2 separate regions of the Mus musculus genome follow, and region 2 is linked to region 1. A link is a contact called in public ChIA-PET data. All regions are on one chromosome and are shown on one strand. The core of a region is the stretch at or near the end of the contact, and the rest is flanking DNA. Distances in the headings are between cores, read along the strand shown. Region 1 has its middle 4.5 kb from the start of Gm41951. Region 2 has its middle 49 kb from the start of Cd55os.

Region 1 (6,834 bases), core at 2,301-4,800:
GGCTCCAGATTTCCAATACTGGCTATTAGTATCCTCCTGAAAAAAAAAATCCTCCAGTAGTCATTTATTTTGGACTTACTGGGTGTTGGCCAGTATGCCAATGTGACAATACATCATTAGCTTTCACTTTTACAGAAATTCTCTGAGCTAGGCATTCCCATTTTACAACAAAATACTGAGATTCAGAGAGCTTAAAGAGCAAATCTCACTCAGAAATAGGGGTTTATGTACACCCTATAGACTGTATATTTCTGTAATCCAGTTTACATATCACATTACTATTATTTCTGTGAAATTATGGTATTGAATATTTATTTAATTAGTTTGATTACCTAAGTAATTATTTGACTATGTTTATTCAACATAGAGATTAGCACTATTTCTACCTTGACTATGTTAAGAAGCAAGAAGGATGTCTTTTCTGGTAGACTTAGACCAGCCCGGTGAAGGGGCATTTCTTTGGAAAGTGGCTGTTTTAGGTCCTTCTTGGCCGCCAAATTGAATGTCTAACTCTAATCTCCTTTCCTGTGGAAATATTACTGCTTAGCCACGAGTCCCAGGCTTCCTCCTGACATCCCCAAAGCTCATCAAGGAAGGTAGATGTTATATGATTTTCGTGAAGGCTGGGGATTAGGGAGCCTTTGATGAGGCGTTTAATTTAGGTTTTAGCACACTCTCATGCTGCAAGCGCTGCTGAGCTCTGGATAATTCCCGGGGTCTGGGCCTTTAATCACTGGATGCTTTTTCTGTCTTGTTAAGGTGACTTTTTCAGCTTAGAGTATAAAACAATAAGAATCATCAGAGAGGAAGCTAGCTGAACAGCAGTGAACAGCACTGCTACCGAAGGAAGCGCTGCCTAAAGGGTTTAATGAGAGTCATCCACAAAAGGCTCACAGTAGGGTTAAACGGTGAAATGTCAGGAGGCAGACATCTGCCCCCCCTTCCTGGGGAAGCGGAGAATCAAAGAGCCCCAAGTCTCTTGTTAAACTGCTTTTATCAGCAGCACACATTAACCAACTGCCATTGTGGGTGTATTTTTATAGCAGATTGCCCACCCCTCTCCCTTCTTTCTCCATGTTTCTCCCCCTCTCCTCCCCAGCTTATCACAAAGACCTAATGGTGAGAGCCTGGAAACGGCTCAGAACCCATCCCCCACTCTATGGCCCCTGCTGCTTAGCGAGGGACAGCAGGCTCTTCCAGGCAGCTCCTCGCAGGTTTGCAATGAGAGTTTTACTTGGTAAGGAAGCCCTTAGGGTCTATTATTTCCTTCATACTTTAAGTCTACTTTGGAAATATTAAAAAAAGGAAAAAGTTAGTGTCACAGAGAAAAGGAAGTTTTACTGAGGACAAAACAGAACGGGCAGCTTTAAAGTAGCTTTCCAGCTTTCTTAATGCAGTTGTGGCTTCCAACAAGGAAACCAAGTTACTGGGGTTGGGGGAGTGGGGAAGTGCGGGAGGGCATAGGCTAAAAAGACGCTATTCCTGCCTCTCTTATTTGGGGATGGGTGGCATGGCAATCAGGTCAAAGGAAATCAGTTCTCTCCTTGAAGGCTCTGAAGAGGGAAGCTGAGAAACTAGGAACAGAAAGAACAAATGCTCCACACTTGCAATGCCTCCTCCTTGCCTTCTCTAGACTGGCGAGTCTAAATAAACTTACCCTAAACCATTTTTTCCCACATATTTCTATGAAACTTTTAAAAAAGAAGATTAAAAAATAGAATAACTCACATTTTCTACCACTGGTAACTCTTGATACATTTGCCCTAAGCCACTTTTAAAAGTAAACATTACTCAATTGATTTCATAAAAATTAAAAAAAAAACCTTCTTGTACAGTTTTTAAATGTTTAAATTGTACAAAAGGCATATAAAATGCTCAGTATCATATGTTATCAGAATACTGTACATTAAAACAGTAATGAACTCTGTCCTCAGACCTATCAGCATGGCCCAAGTCCAGCACACCCTCACCAAGAGCTGCTGGTGCAGATACTTACCAACGGGGACTCAGCTCAGCACAGGTGGAAAGCAAATGCGGTCAGACTTTGGAAGATAGTTTGGCAGATTCTTGGAAAACTAAACATACTCTTGCCATTCGAAGGGATTGGAAGTTGACATTTACTTAAATATCTGCAAACAGTTATACATAGCAGCTAATTCCACAGGAGTCCCAAACTTGAGACCACTCAAGTCTTTCTTCAGTAGACTTAGAGGGAAGTAAAATAAACAGCATGTCCAGATGTGAGTATTACTGGGCTAAGGAAATTATGCCTCATCAAACTGCACAAAGACAGAGGTTATCTAAGTGTACATTGTTATATGAAGTGTTATTCTGAAAACAAAACAAAACAAAACAAAAAACACACAAAAAACCCCTTTGTTCTATACAGTGAGATTCCAGACATTCTAGTGGTTGTTAGTCTCTGGGGAGGTCTGCAATCTCACTGTATAGAACAAAGTTTTTATCAGACCTTAGGGCAATAAAACTATGCTATGTAATACTATCATGTGTACTTGTTTTAAGGTTTAAGTTTGTTGGCTTCCCCCAGGTCTTTTGTGTAGAAACCTAATGTTTCCAATTCAAAGGTGCCCTGTGTTGTGTCATCACAATCTGGAAATCCTGAAGTTTTCTCATGTTTTCCAGCTGCTCGCTTTCTTGGGAAGCTCCAAAACAGGGTGAGAAGCGGCTGTCACTCAGTAACATTTTGTCATCACATCACTTGATGTCTTGTGATCCTAAAAAGGGCACAAAAAATAGTTACCCCCGTTTAAATTCCTAATAAATGAAAAGAGATGTCTGAATAGCATATTCTGCACTTCAGCTCTATAATAATTCTATATGGGTCAAACTACACAGAAAACTTAGGGCTTCTCAAGGCAGAGGTTAAGTTAGATCAGACTCAGTGATAAAGGTTGTTAATACTGAAACCATTCTTTTGATAAAAAGAATATGTATTTAATGATAAGGATATTTGTAGAGCAAGATATCACAAAACGATCTCAATGTTTCCAAATGGAGACATAATAATATGGTAAAATCATGGAAAGCCATAAAGCTTAAAACCTCATATTTAACTCTAAATGACCATGGAGGAATCTGCGTCTTAACAGGTCTAAGGGGCTGGTCCACAGTGTGCTACGGGTGTTCCCCATACACAGCGTCTACAGGATGAGTGAGAAGAGGAGAGGAGATGGCCCTATGTTCCTGGACAAGGAGAAGTGGAAGGATACTGAAATACTGTCTCTTCCCAGACACCATCTTCAAACACCGGTGCCCGTTTGAAGGACACCGCAAACTAGGATGCTAGATAGCTTTTCCTCTTCTCTCCCTAGAATATGAGGTTTATGCAACTTCCTAATGAATTCAGGCCATTTATAAATCTCAAAAAGAATACTGCAACATTGAAATTCTACCAACTTCTGAGCAGCCACTTTCCTTTTTCTTCACTCAGCTCCTAATTACTATAAAATTTTGACAAGTAGTTCGCACATTGAAAAATCCGTGCTCAGCTCTTCACAGATTCTCTCCCTCTTTAATCATAGCAGCCCTGTCAGTTACAGGAGGGAACACAACCAGGGAGGTGTACCCCAGCCAGTCAGGGCTGCAATGGCCTTCTGCTTCTGCCTTTCAAGCCAAGAGAGGCAGACAGGGTATAAAGGGAAGCACAGCCACAAAGCCAGAGTGTCTCTTCAAAGACCAGCTGAAATCTAATGAAAGAGGAAACTTTTTCTTAAGCTCAAGAATCAGAGAAAGCAAGAAGTACTTGGAGACCTTTTACTTGTGGGAATCAGGGAATGGCACCTTTCAAGCTCACATAAAGTTCAGGATTTGGAATAGATGGCCAGATATTTTACAAGTACCAGGATTTGTGTAAAATTCCACAGGAGAAGCCTGGATGATTTTTTTTTTTTTTTTTTATTTCTCAATGCTTTAAACTTATTCATCAAATCATGGTTTTGTGAACAGCTCGACTTATCTGCAGTGAGCTTGTACTAGTATGTTTCTTTATTGACGTGATGAAACACTGACCAAATACATCTTAGGGAGAAAAGGGTTATTCCAGTCTATACTTCCACACAGAGGAAAGCCAAAGTGGAGACTTGAGGCAGGAACTGAAGCAAAGACTGTAGAGGAGTGTTGCTGACTGGTTTGCTCAACCTGCTTTTATACAACTCAGGCTCACCTGCCTAGAAATGGTAACACTCACAGTGGACTGGTTCCTCCCACAGAAATCAGCAATCAAAAAAATGCTTCATAGACTTGTCCATGGGCCAGTGTGCTAGGGGCAATTCCTCAATTAAGGTTCTCTTTGTCCAAGTGACTCTAGTCTACATCAAGCTGTCTCAGTAAAGTAGTGGTCACTTTGCCAGACACAAGGCAGAAGGACAAACAGATAAATGAACAGATGAATAATTTAACAAATGGCATTCTGGTTAGTTATAGAAAACTGTACCTAGTTGTATTCTTGTATCATTCTATAACTATAAAATAAATTTTAATTAGATGTTCATATGGCTCCATTTAAACTAATGCTAATAAACCCAGAATAAATCTTAACATCTCTATTTCCTGGGTCATGAGAACAAATAATCTTTAAGTAGGAAACACACTGCTATGAGGAAAGACTTCAGGATCTTCTAGTATTCCCAGGGGTAGGTCCACAGAGGAAAACTTAAGGGTATAAGCTGTGGGCTTGAGTGCTTGTGTTTATAAACCAGCTACAGACTACACAAATGTGGTTAGATTTACTTAACTCTGTGCACCCTAGTCTTATCATTCTGCAAAGTGGATAGCAATAATATCTGAGTATCACATAAGATGCCTAAAAACTTAGAATGCTGCCTGGTCCTTCAAATATGGTATTAAATTTGCATGTAGTTGCTGTCAGTCAAGATACACCATTTCTCAAATGAATTCTATTGTGAAAAAGTAATATGTAAAATAATACAACCACACATATGTCCATGCATATATTCAAACATGTGATATAGAAGCAAGCACAAAGCCTTCAGTAGTATATATGTTGGATTATTAATAATAATCCTTAATAAATAGTTACATCTTACAGAGAGAATAGAGAAAATGAAATCTATTCAGTGAATATGTCAGTTTCTACTGTGCTCCTGTCCTGAGTTAAGATTCCTTACACACTTGAAGTTAGGCATGCCAGGGGCTGCAGCTCATTGTCATGTGTGGTAGTGTTATATAGTTAGTTGGATAATCCAACAGTGCAGTAGTAGCTAAAACAATCTGGGCCAGATGGTAGTGCGTCAGCCCCATGGTATTGGAGTTTGCCTTTTACCCATTACTCTTGTATATGTGACTGCTCCTTGCCCCTGTTCTTGATCTTGGTATGCCTGATAAATGTTGTTTTGCCACAGAGTTTGGTTTCTTTCTGGATTCTTGATTTTCTTTATTTGATCTGGTCATTATAGCAGCATGACATTGACTTCATTATTCTAACTTTTAAAGGAAATTTTGAAAAATCAAAAGAATGACCTTCCTACTTTGTCCTTTTTAAAGATTATTTTGGAACTATTCTCAGTTCCTTTAGAATTCCATATGAATATTAGAATCAGTTTTACAACTGCAAACCAAAACCAAAACCCTCATATGGGGTTTTTAACAGGGATCATCTTGAGATTGACTGGCAAGTGCTGACCTCCTAATCTAGTCTCCCAATGTATGAATACGGGGTGCTTTCCTTCTGTGAAGGTCTTGCTTTCGATAGTGTCCTAGAGTTTTTAGAGTATGTCTTTTGTACTTGTCTAGATTAAGTTTCTTTCTAAATGTTTAATCTTTAGATGCTATAGCAGGCGGAGCTGTTTTCTTTTCTGCAGTTCGTATTGTACAGTGCAGGCATGCAGAACGCAGTTACTTTGCTGTATCCTGATCTTGTATCTTCCTGACATGTTGAGCTCACTGACTTTTGTTTTCAACCCAAGAGATTCTTATCGAATGTATTATGATATTTCATGTGTACAGTTACATCAATTGCAAACAGATATGGTTTTGCTTCCTTCTTCCCAATCTTAACATCATTTATTTCATTTTATTGAGTAATTCTCACTGCTAGATCCTCTTGTGCAATGTTGAGAGGTGGTGGGAAGCATAAATATTCTTGTTTATTCTCTGGTCTTTGGAAAGAAAACTAACTTTTGCTCTATTGAACATTGTCTTAGGGTTTAGTGCTGTGAAGAGACACCATGATCAAGGCAACTCTTATAAAGGCAAACATTTAATTGGGGCTGGCTTACAGGTTCAGGGGTTCCATCCATTATCATCATGGCAGAAAACATGACATCGTGCTAGAGGAGGCAAGAGTTATACATCTTGATACACAGGCAGCAGAAGGGGAGTGTCTTCTGCAGGTAGCCAGGAGAAGGGTCTGAATCATATTGGTCAGACTTGAGCATATCTATGAGACTTTATAGCCCTGCCTCCATATTGACAGACTTCTTACCAGGCTATATCTCTTCTAATAAGCCACACATCCTAACAGTGCCACTTCCCATTGGCCAAGCTTGTTTGAACTACCACAAACATGTTAACTATAAAATTTCAGTTGTCCATTCTCAGAGAGAGTAGCTTCCCTCCACTCGGACTTTACTCTTGGTGTCTTCAGCACAGGAGGGGATGGATTTCTTGATTGTTTTTCTGAGTCAGTTGAAATAACACATTGTTTCTACGCTGTGTTGCATTAACTTATTTCCTATGCTGATCTATTTTTGAACTTTTTATAAAGAATCTATATGTGGGGCAATGAGAGGTAGCCTGGTCCTTGGTTGAGCTAAAAAAGGCTTTGAGGCCCAGGAGATCCTGAAGGGATGGTAG
Region 2 (7,381 bases), core at 2,679-5,178, 76 kb before region 1:
AATTCTGATTGGATAGGTGGGGTGGAGCTAGAGTGAGGTGAGTCGGTGCAAGTTGTAATAGGAGTTTTAGCCCTTGCCCTAGGAAGAAGCCAGTAGTAGTAGAGTAGTTTTAGCCCTTGCTGTGAGTAGAAGTAGAGTAAGAGAAGCTGTTGTAATAGGAGTAGTTTAGCCCTTGCCCTAAGAAGAAGCTGCTGGGGAAGAGAGCTGTAAAAGAAAAAGCCCGAAGTAAAGTTGCTGCGTGAACCCAACTTGGTGTCTGTGTCGTTGGTGTCACCGCGGGAAAGAAGGACCTGTAGCAGCTGTGGGCAGGATGTACCTACTTGTACAATAACGACACCCCTGTATGTACAATAACGACACCCCTGTATGGGGGATAACCCATTGCTCTGAGGTCACTCCACAGAGGAAATTGATACTTTGTACTGCAAACTGATGAAAAGCTCTTGCCTGATGAAAAGCTCTTGCCTGCAGAGGTCATAAGCCAGGTAGGGAATTCACTACTGTTGTTCAGCTACATTGACACAGCATCAAACTGCCTTCTGGCACTCATATTTATACCATGGACACATGATATTCTCAACCAGATAAGATTGTTGCAGTGAAAGAAGAGACCTGCAGCAAGATTCAAGGTGGTTACAAGGTATTGAGGACAAGAAAGCTGAGTGCTCATCACATGCCTACATGCCTGTGTATGAATATACAATATGCACATTAAATGTGTGTACATATGTGTGCCTTTGCATACCATGTGTGTGCATATATAAATGCATGGGTGCATGTGAACACATTTGTGTATTCTGTGCTCAGTGCACAGAGTACTTATATAAAGGTGTGTAACTACATGAACTAATGTAAATGTTAGGGTATAAATGTACATGTACTTATGTGTGTGTGTCCGTACATGTGTGTGCATGCATGTGTGTCCATGTGTAGGGGTTCCTATGGATACAAATATGTACACACACATGTGTGGGCATTTGTGTGTCTCTGGCCCTGTTTCACATATGTGAAAGTGTCCACTTTGTGTTTATGTGTGTGCATGTATATATGAATTTGCATGCCTTTGCCTATGTGTAGTTAATTGCACACTTGCATGGTAACATATGAATATATTTATATATGTGGGCCCATGTACATACATGTCCACATATTTGTCTGGACTCTTTCCAGTACTGTTTACAGTACAAAGTATCGATTTCCTCTGTGGAGTGACCTCAGACCCAATCCCAGAGCAATTGGTTATCCCCCATACAGGGGTGTCACTATTGTACAAGTAGGTACATCCTGCCTGACAGCATGGTGGTGTAGATTATAAGGTTTACAGGTCCATGAGACCACTAATGTGTCTCACTTCCATTCTTAGGAGTGCTTTGCTTTCTTTCTGTTTTAAGATTTATTTTTATCTTGTATGTCTGTCTGTCTGTCTGTCTGTCTGTATGTATGTATGTATGTATGACTGCAAGTATGCCTGTGTACCACCTGTATTCAGTACCAGTGGAAGCCAGAAGAGGACATTGGATTTCTTAGGAGCTGGAGTTACAGTTGTGAGCTGCCATGTGGGTGCTGGGAATTGAACCCAGGTCCTCTGGAAAGCAGGCAGCTCTCATAACAGCTGAGCCATTTCTTTGGCTCACTTAAACTGTCTCTATTTCTATTCCATTCCTGTCCTAAGAGACCTGGCTTTTTCTTCATCCTCCTTGAAGCTGCCAGGATTTTTGACCTGCTTGTCCTGCTGTCTCCATCTCAAGTCCTAATAAAATTGTTCTACGGCTTCTGAATGGTTTTTTAAATTCCTTCCTTACTAGGTCTAAGAACCCCAAAGGGAACCTCAGTTTCCCAAGTAACACGCGGGCTGCACTGTAACTTCTTTACCCACTGAGACATCTCCGCTGCCCTCCATGGGATTGTAAATCACCATGGAAACAAATCTCTAGGTTTTCCTGTGAGAGATTTTCTAGATTAGGTCGTTGAGGTGACAAGACCTGCACCAAATGTGAACATGGCCCAACCCCATGGTCCGGGGTCTTCTACACACAGAAGACAGCAAGCTGGGTATCAGCCCGATGTCCCTGCCATTATGTCTTCTCCCCGCTGATGGACTGTAAACTGTAACCCGAAGTAAAGCCTTTCCTCCCTAAAGTTGCTTCTTGTCTGGTTCTCGGTCACAGCATCAAGAGTAATAACTGATATTGAAAACTAGGACTGAGAAATGGAGCCCCTGTTATTATACAGCTGACCCTGGGATTCATGGGCCTTTTGTTTTGTAAAAGCAATGTGGAAGAATTTGGAGCTAGAAAAGCAAACAGCTTAAAAGCTGGGTGCTCAGTGGTGGAGGGTGGAGATTGATCGACTCCCGTGACTCGTTGTTCAGAAGGACTAGCTGAACCAGTGAGCCCAAAACCAAGTTAAAGAACTGAGGAGGACATGCTGATGTCAGCCTCTGGCCTTTCCACATACCCATGCAGGCAAACACATCTGTGTACACACTTTCACCTGTGTATACACGTGCGTAAAGTGTGCATGCTGTACATGCTGACACACAAACACCCACCTGCCACACTCACTCACACACTGACACACTGACACACTGACACACAAATACACAACCTCACACTGACACACACACATACACACACACACACACACACACACACCACATACGCCACACCCACACACTCAATTGACCATTGAGACTGACCATCGCTTAGGACCAGCTTTTCTCAGAATTTCAATTCAAACTCCCTTTAAATGCTCCTGGAATAAAGTCTATCAGAAACACAGAACGTAAGTCACTAACTGACATCAACGCTGCCCGTTCCAAGAGTTAAGCACCCTTTTTATTTCTAGAAAATGAAGCACTGATTTCCTACAGCACTGGCTTTAGCAAGGTTGGAAAGGGTTTTGGATCTTGGTGCCCACTGAGAAACACCAGCACGTGTCTGTGAAGTACGGCTCACCCGCCTCCTCACATGGGACACTATGTGAGAGCCTGGTAGAGTGTTACCAAGGAAGAAATGGAATCTGAACCAGGCATTTGGAGGGGTCTCAAAGCCGTTCTTGTTTTGTTGCTCAACTGACTGCCTCATGTGCTATATACTTCTTAAAAGAGAGTCAAGGGTGAAGAAATGATCTGAATGCAGGGATGGAGAAAAGGAATCTTAAAATAGTTTTGCTGGGAAGTTATACACAGCTCTGGTAGATCACCTGTCCTCTTGCTCAAAGAGGCCAAGGTGTTAGGGGGAGCTCACCAGAGAGATGAGCGTTCAGACATAGTGCATAGCCAATTAAAAGTCTTTATTCCTGCCAGCTGGAATCACACCCAAAAGTTCAGGGACCTAGGTGTGACCCAAAGTGTTCAGGGTACAAGAGTTTTAAAGGCAGAGGCCTCACCTAGGTATCTTGCTTAGCAGCTGCAAGGGGAGGGGGTGGAGTTTTACAGAGTGAGCAGTTTGAAGCGAGGAATTTTACCAGAAGCTAAGATAAGCGGTTATCTGGAGGAGGCTCCCCACAATCAGGCAGTTAAACAGAAGCTAAGATAAGTTAGCTAGGACATCTTGACATTTAGTTCCTAGAAAAGAGTTGGGTAATTTTCCATGGGATTCTCCATCAAGAGATCAGATTCCAGTTAAACCTGGAAATGGCTTCAGCAAGATGGGGGAACCCCTGATGTGTCTTGTCTTGTCACAATGGAAGGCACCAGATGATGATAGACACTAAACAATATACATGCTACAGGACAACATAGACTAGCAGGTTGTTCTTTGACAGGATCTTGAGAGGGAAGATCAGAGATCCTGGGAGGGATGACTGGGATCAGAAAATAAAAATGGGAAGGTTTGGGATCTGGAGGTTTTGCACAGGCTATGTCATCCACAGAGCAAGTTTATTAAGAAGCACAGCATCTTCCCTACAGGCTGTGGGGAGAAATGCGACAGAGTCAGCAGAAAGCTATCACACAAAGGGAGGAAGTCAGCAGGAAGCTAAGCAATGTTGCACAAAGGGAACACAGGGCATGATAACCCTAGTCTCTTCAGGGGCAACATCTCTCCCAGGACCCAAAACCTAAACTTTGAGGTTCTGGCTGCAGCCCCCAGGCTGGACTTTGCCAAATTTTCCCCTGGGCAAGAACAAGGAACTAGTATTCTCTTTGTTCTTTCATCAGGGTCTCTGAGAAAGCCTTAGATCTGCCTGGCTCCCAGCAACAGAGAGGAGGAGGGTCAACATGGAAAACAATGTTCTCAGTGATCCTGAGGGAAAGCACATGGTCAGCAGCATCCTGAGCGATCTGACCAGAGAGCACAAGTGGAGAAGCAGCCATGGGATTCCTCCTCAGTCCCCCACTGACCTTAGCCTGAAAAAGAACAGTGATTCATTTTTTGGCTACCTGCCTCATCTTAAATGCCCCCAGGAATGCATAGAGCCTCCAAATGATAAGGAACAATCCAAAATAAAAACTGGATTAGACTTTAAAAGGAACAGCAAGTTACTCAGGCTTGTGCCTAGGTTCCTGATGAGCTGGAGGGGAGACCCACAATCACCCAGCTGCAGTGCAAAGAGCGCAGAGAGATCTGGTCAGGCCTCATAATTTTGCTTTCCTCCTTTTTAATTCGACACTGTTGGTACTCAGTGGTTACAACCTCCTACTGCTTTGTCTTTCATTTCTTCCATCATTGGATCCATCCTTACAATTGTTTTTCTACATTATTGGTATGTAACCACCAGTATGTTTTGTTTGTTGTTTGTTTAATTAACAGTCCTAGTGGACATCCTTGAGAGCATGATACGGTAATGGCTTTCCTGGGAGGAGTATAGTTGGGTTTCCCTGGCTCTCACCCTTTCTAGAATCTCTGGTTGGCATAATCATGTTACTCTTGCTTAAACTTTGTATTTAAACCTGGTAAAAATGGTGTCTTCTAGGGTATACAGTGTTTACAAACTAGACCCCTAAAGTGAAAGCAGTCCAGCCAACCTCCACTACAATAAATCCATCCAGTGTATGGCGAGTTTGGGGAACACCTCTTATATGGAGTTGTAGTCCTCATTATTGTGGAAGAAGGTCCAGAAACTTAACAATCACATTTCTGCTCCTCAAAAACTTGCAGGGATTACAGCTGGAAGTGGAGAGTAGGGACATGGGAAGGAGGAGGAAGAGGAGGAGGAGGAGAAAGAGGAGAAGCATCGAGAGCAACATATGAAAGAAACTAGCTGACAGGAAAAGGCTGAAAACCCTCCCCACCTAGACCCCCTGTAATAGGTAAAGCGCATTCTAGGAGAGATTGCCGTTTGCAAATACAAGAAAAGTGAGGTGCTATACAAATATGACCAGATCACTAGCCCACTTCCTTTTTTAATAAACTGTAAATTACTTTACCATGTGTCTCTGGTATAATTTTTCTTTGAACACAGTGACCTGGAAACTTCATTGTCTCCCCCAAGATCTCACTTGAAACATACAGCTTAATCCACCAGTGATCAGGAATTTGTAGTTTCACGTTATTGCCGGTAGATGGTGCTGTGGGACCATACAGAATATTCCTCGGGCATTGAGCTGGAATGGAGTGGTCACTCCAGCTGAACCCTTCATTAAAAAAGAAGGGCCATGCGTTTTTCCTTCTTTCCTCTTTTACTATTTTCCCCTTTTAAATGAGGAGAAAATTGTAGCTTGAAAACAATGGAAAACAATCCTTTAGAGGATCTGGAATCTCTCTGAGTAGCTGTGAACACTGCTGCAGCCCAGGCTGGGCCCGTGGACCTCCACCAGATGGGGAGGCAACCCCGTCCCCATTTTACAGTCATATTTCCAATGCCAATATGCGTAGATTATCATTTATCCTTCATTTTATCTTTATTACTGTCTTATGATTTTTGCCTCATTACAACATATATTACCTAAGGTAGTCTTATTATATTTATTGTTTCACCTTTGGAATGTTTGTCAACTATTGCATCGAATAAATTATATTCAGAAAATATACTACAGCCACGAAAAGCTTAATAATGGGGACTCTGGAGTAAAGTGCATCTAACTGATGTTTTTGACTTTACTGCGATTTGTGAGTCCCTCATTAAAGAAAGATGTGCAACCATGAAGAGAGAATTTCAGTTCTGAAAGGCTTACAACTGTGCCTCTGAGTCAGGAGCTAGGTATACATTGTGATAAAGAGATATACTCATGGTAAAAGCTGTGAGCTGGGCACATAAATATGAATGCAAAGAGAACACAATTTGATTAACAGCCAACAATACACCAGCAAAGGTTAGGGACCAGTCATACCTACAAGGTCAGTGAATCATAGTGCAGCCACGGCTAATAGCCAGCAGACAGCCGCGGGCCACAGTCAGCCACTGACAAATCAGATTTCAAAATGGGCAAGAGGTGCTTCAATCAGCTCCCTAATTGGGTGTGTAGCATGCAGGCAGTGTGTAATCATCTTCCCTGTTGTGCTAGGGGAACATCGCAGAGCATGGGATCCGCAGTTGTTGGGTCCCAAGCTAGGCTTAGAGAATTAACTAAACCCAGGGGAATGACTTCAGTCTTTGGCTTGTGAAAAACACAGTTCTCCCGAACAGCCAGCCTCTCACAGGCGCCAGCCTCTCACAGGCGCCACCCGTCTGGGCTAGTCCTTTCAAACCTAGTGCGGGTCTCTGCTTATAAACCTTGGGCACCACAGCTTTGCAGTGACTATCCTTGCGTCTTCCAAGTACTTTGGTGTAGACTTCAGTCTGTGTCCAGTGGTCCGTGCCATTTTACCCGTGGGATGTGATCGTAGGAAACAGTAACTGCTGGAAAGTATCGCATCCACACGAGGCATCCCAGGGTGAATCAGTTTCCGGCCATGCAGACCTGTGTGCACCATACCAGTTATACCAAGGTCTCCTTTTGGCTGCTGGGAAGGTGGTTTGGAGCCAAGAGCCAGGCAGGGTCCGAAGCCTGTGGAGTAGAGTTCCTGGATGAGCTGGTGCCCCCTGTACCCTTCAGAGTGGGACAAACATCTGCAATTTGTCACTTTGTTGTCTGTCCTACAAGACTCCCTGAGCATCACTAGAGATAATGCTAACTCACATTCCTGTGATGGGCTGGGGTGTCTCATTAGCAGCAGGAAATCCTAGGGATTCCCCAATTAATTGGTATCCATGTGAGGCACGTGGTCCTGGGATTTCAGAGGCATAGGGAGGTGTGACCGAGAATCCTTACATATTCAGGTGTCTTGGCTCTCCTTCTGAGTATAAGTTGGACTCTGTCAGACTGTAAACAGGATCCCAACACTCTTGAACCGTCTCTGTCTTCTCCCAGCTCCTCAGGTGGGTCGATCAACATCTCTGCTATACCATCTCTTCCTGGTGGTACCCTAGCCTGTGATACAGTTGGGTACCACCCACT

The links. ChIA-PET counts read pairs in DNA pulled down with a chosen protein or histone mark.
Region 2: an SMC1A ChIA-PET map of the G1E-ER4 cell line shows a contact between it and region 1, with 17 read pairs. The contact joins two enhancer-like sites. A contact is called at or near these places in 1 of 15 datasets of contacts at CTCF or cohesin (the G1E-ER4 cell line), 1 of 484 Hi-C or Micro-C datasets (nephron progenitors) and 1 of 115 datasets of contacts at active chromatin or transcription factors (embryonic stem cells).

What each region holds. Positions count from the first base shown.
Region 1 is chr1:130,294,452-130,301,285 of GRCm38.p6, reverse strand. No RefSeq gene overlaps it. Among named protein-coding and RNA genes, the nearest start is that of Gm41951, 4.5 kb to the left of the region's middle. Within about 2 kb of position 3,550, at least 1 of the 459 cell types and tissues checked has an H3K27ac peak or open chromatin away from gene starts, as enhancers often do. A contact at or near this core is called in the G1E-ER4 cell line, where this site is marked.
Region 2 is chr1:130,370,463-130,377,843 of GRCm38.p6, reverse strand. No RefSeq gene overlaps it. Among named protein-coding and RNA genes, the nearest start is that of Cd55os, 49 kb to the left of the region's middle. Within about 2 kb of position 3,928, at least 14 of the 459 cell types and tissues checked have an H3K27ac peak or open chromatin away from gene starts, as enhancers often do. A contact at or near this core is called in the G1E-ER4 cell line, where this site is marked.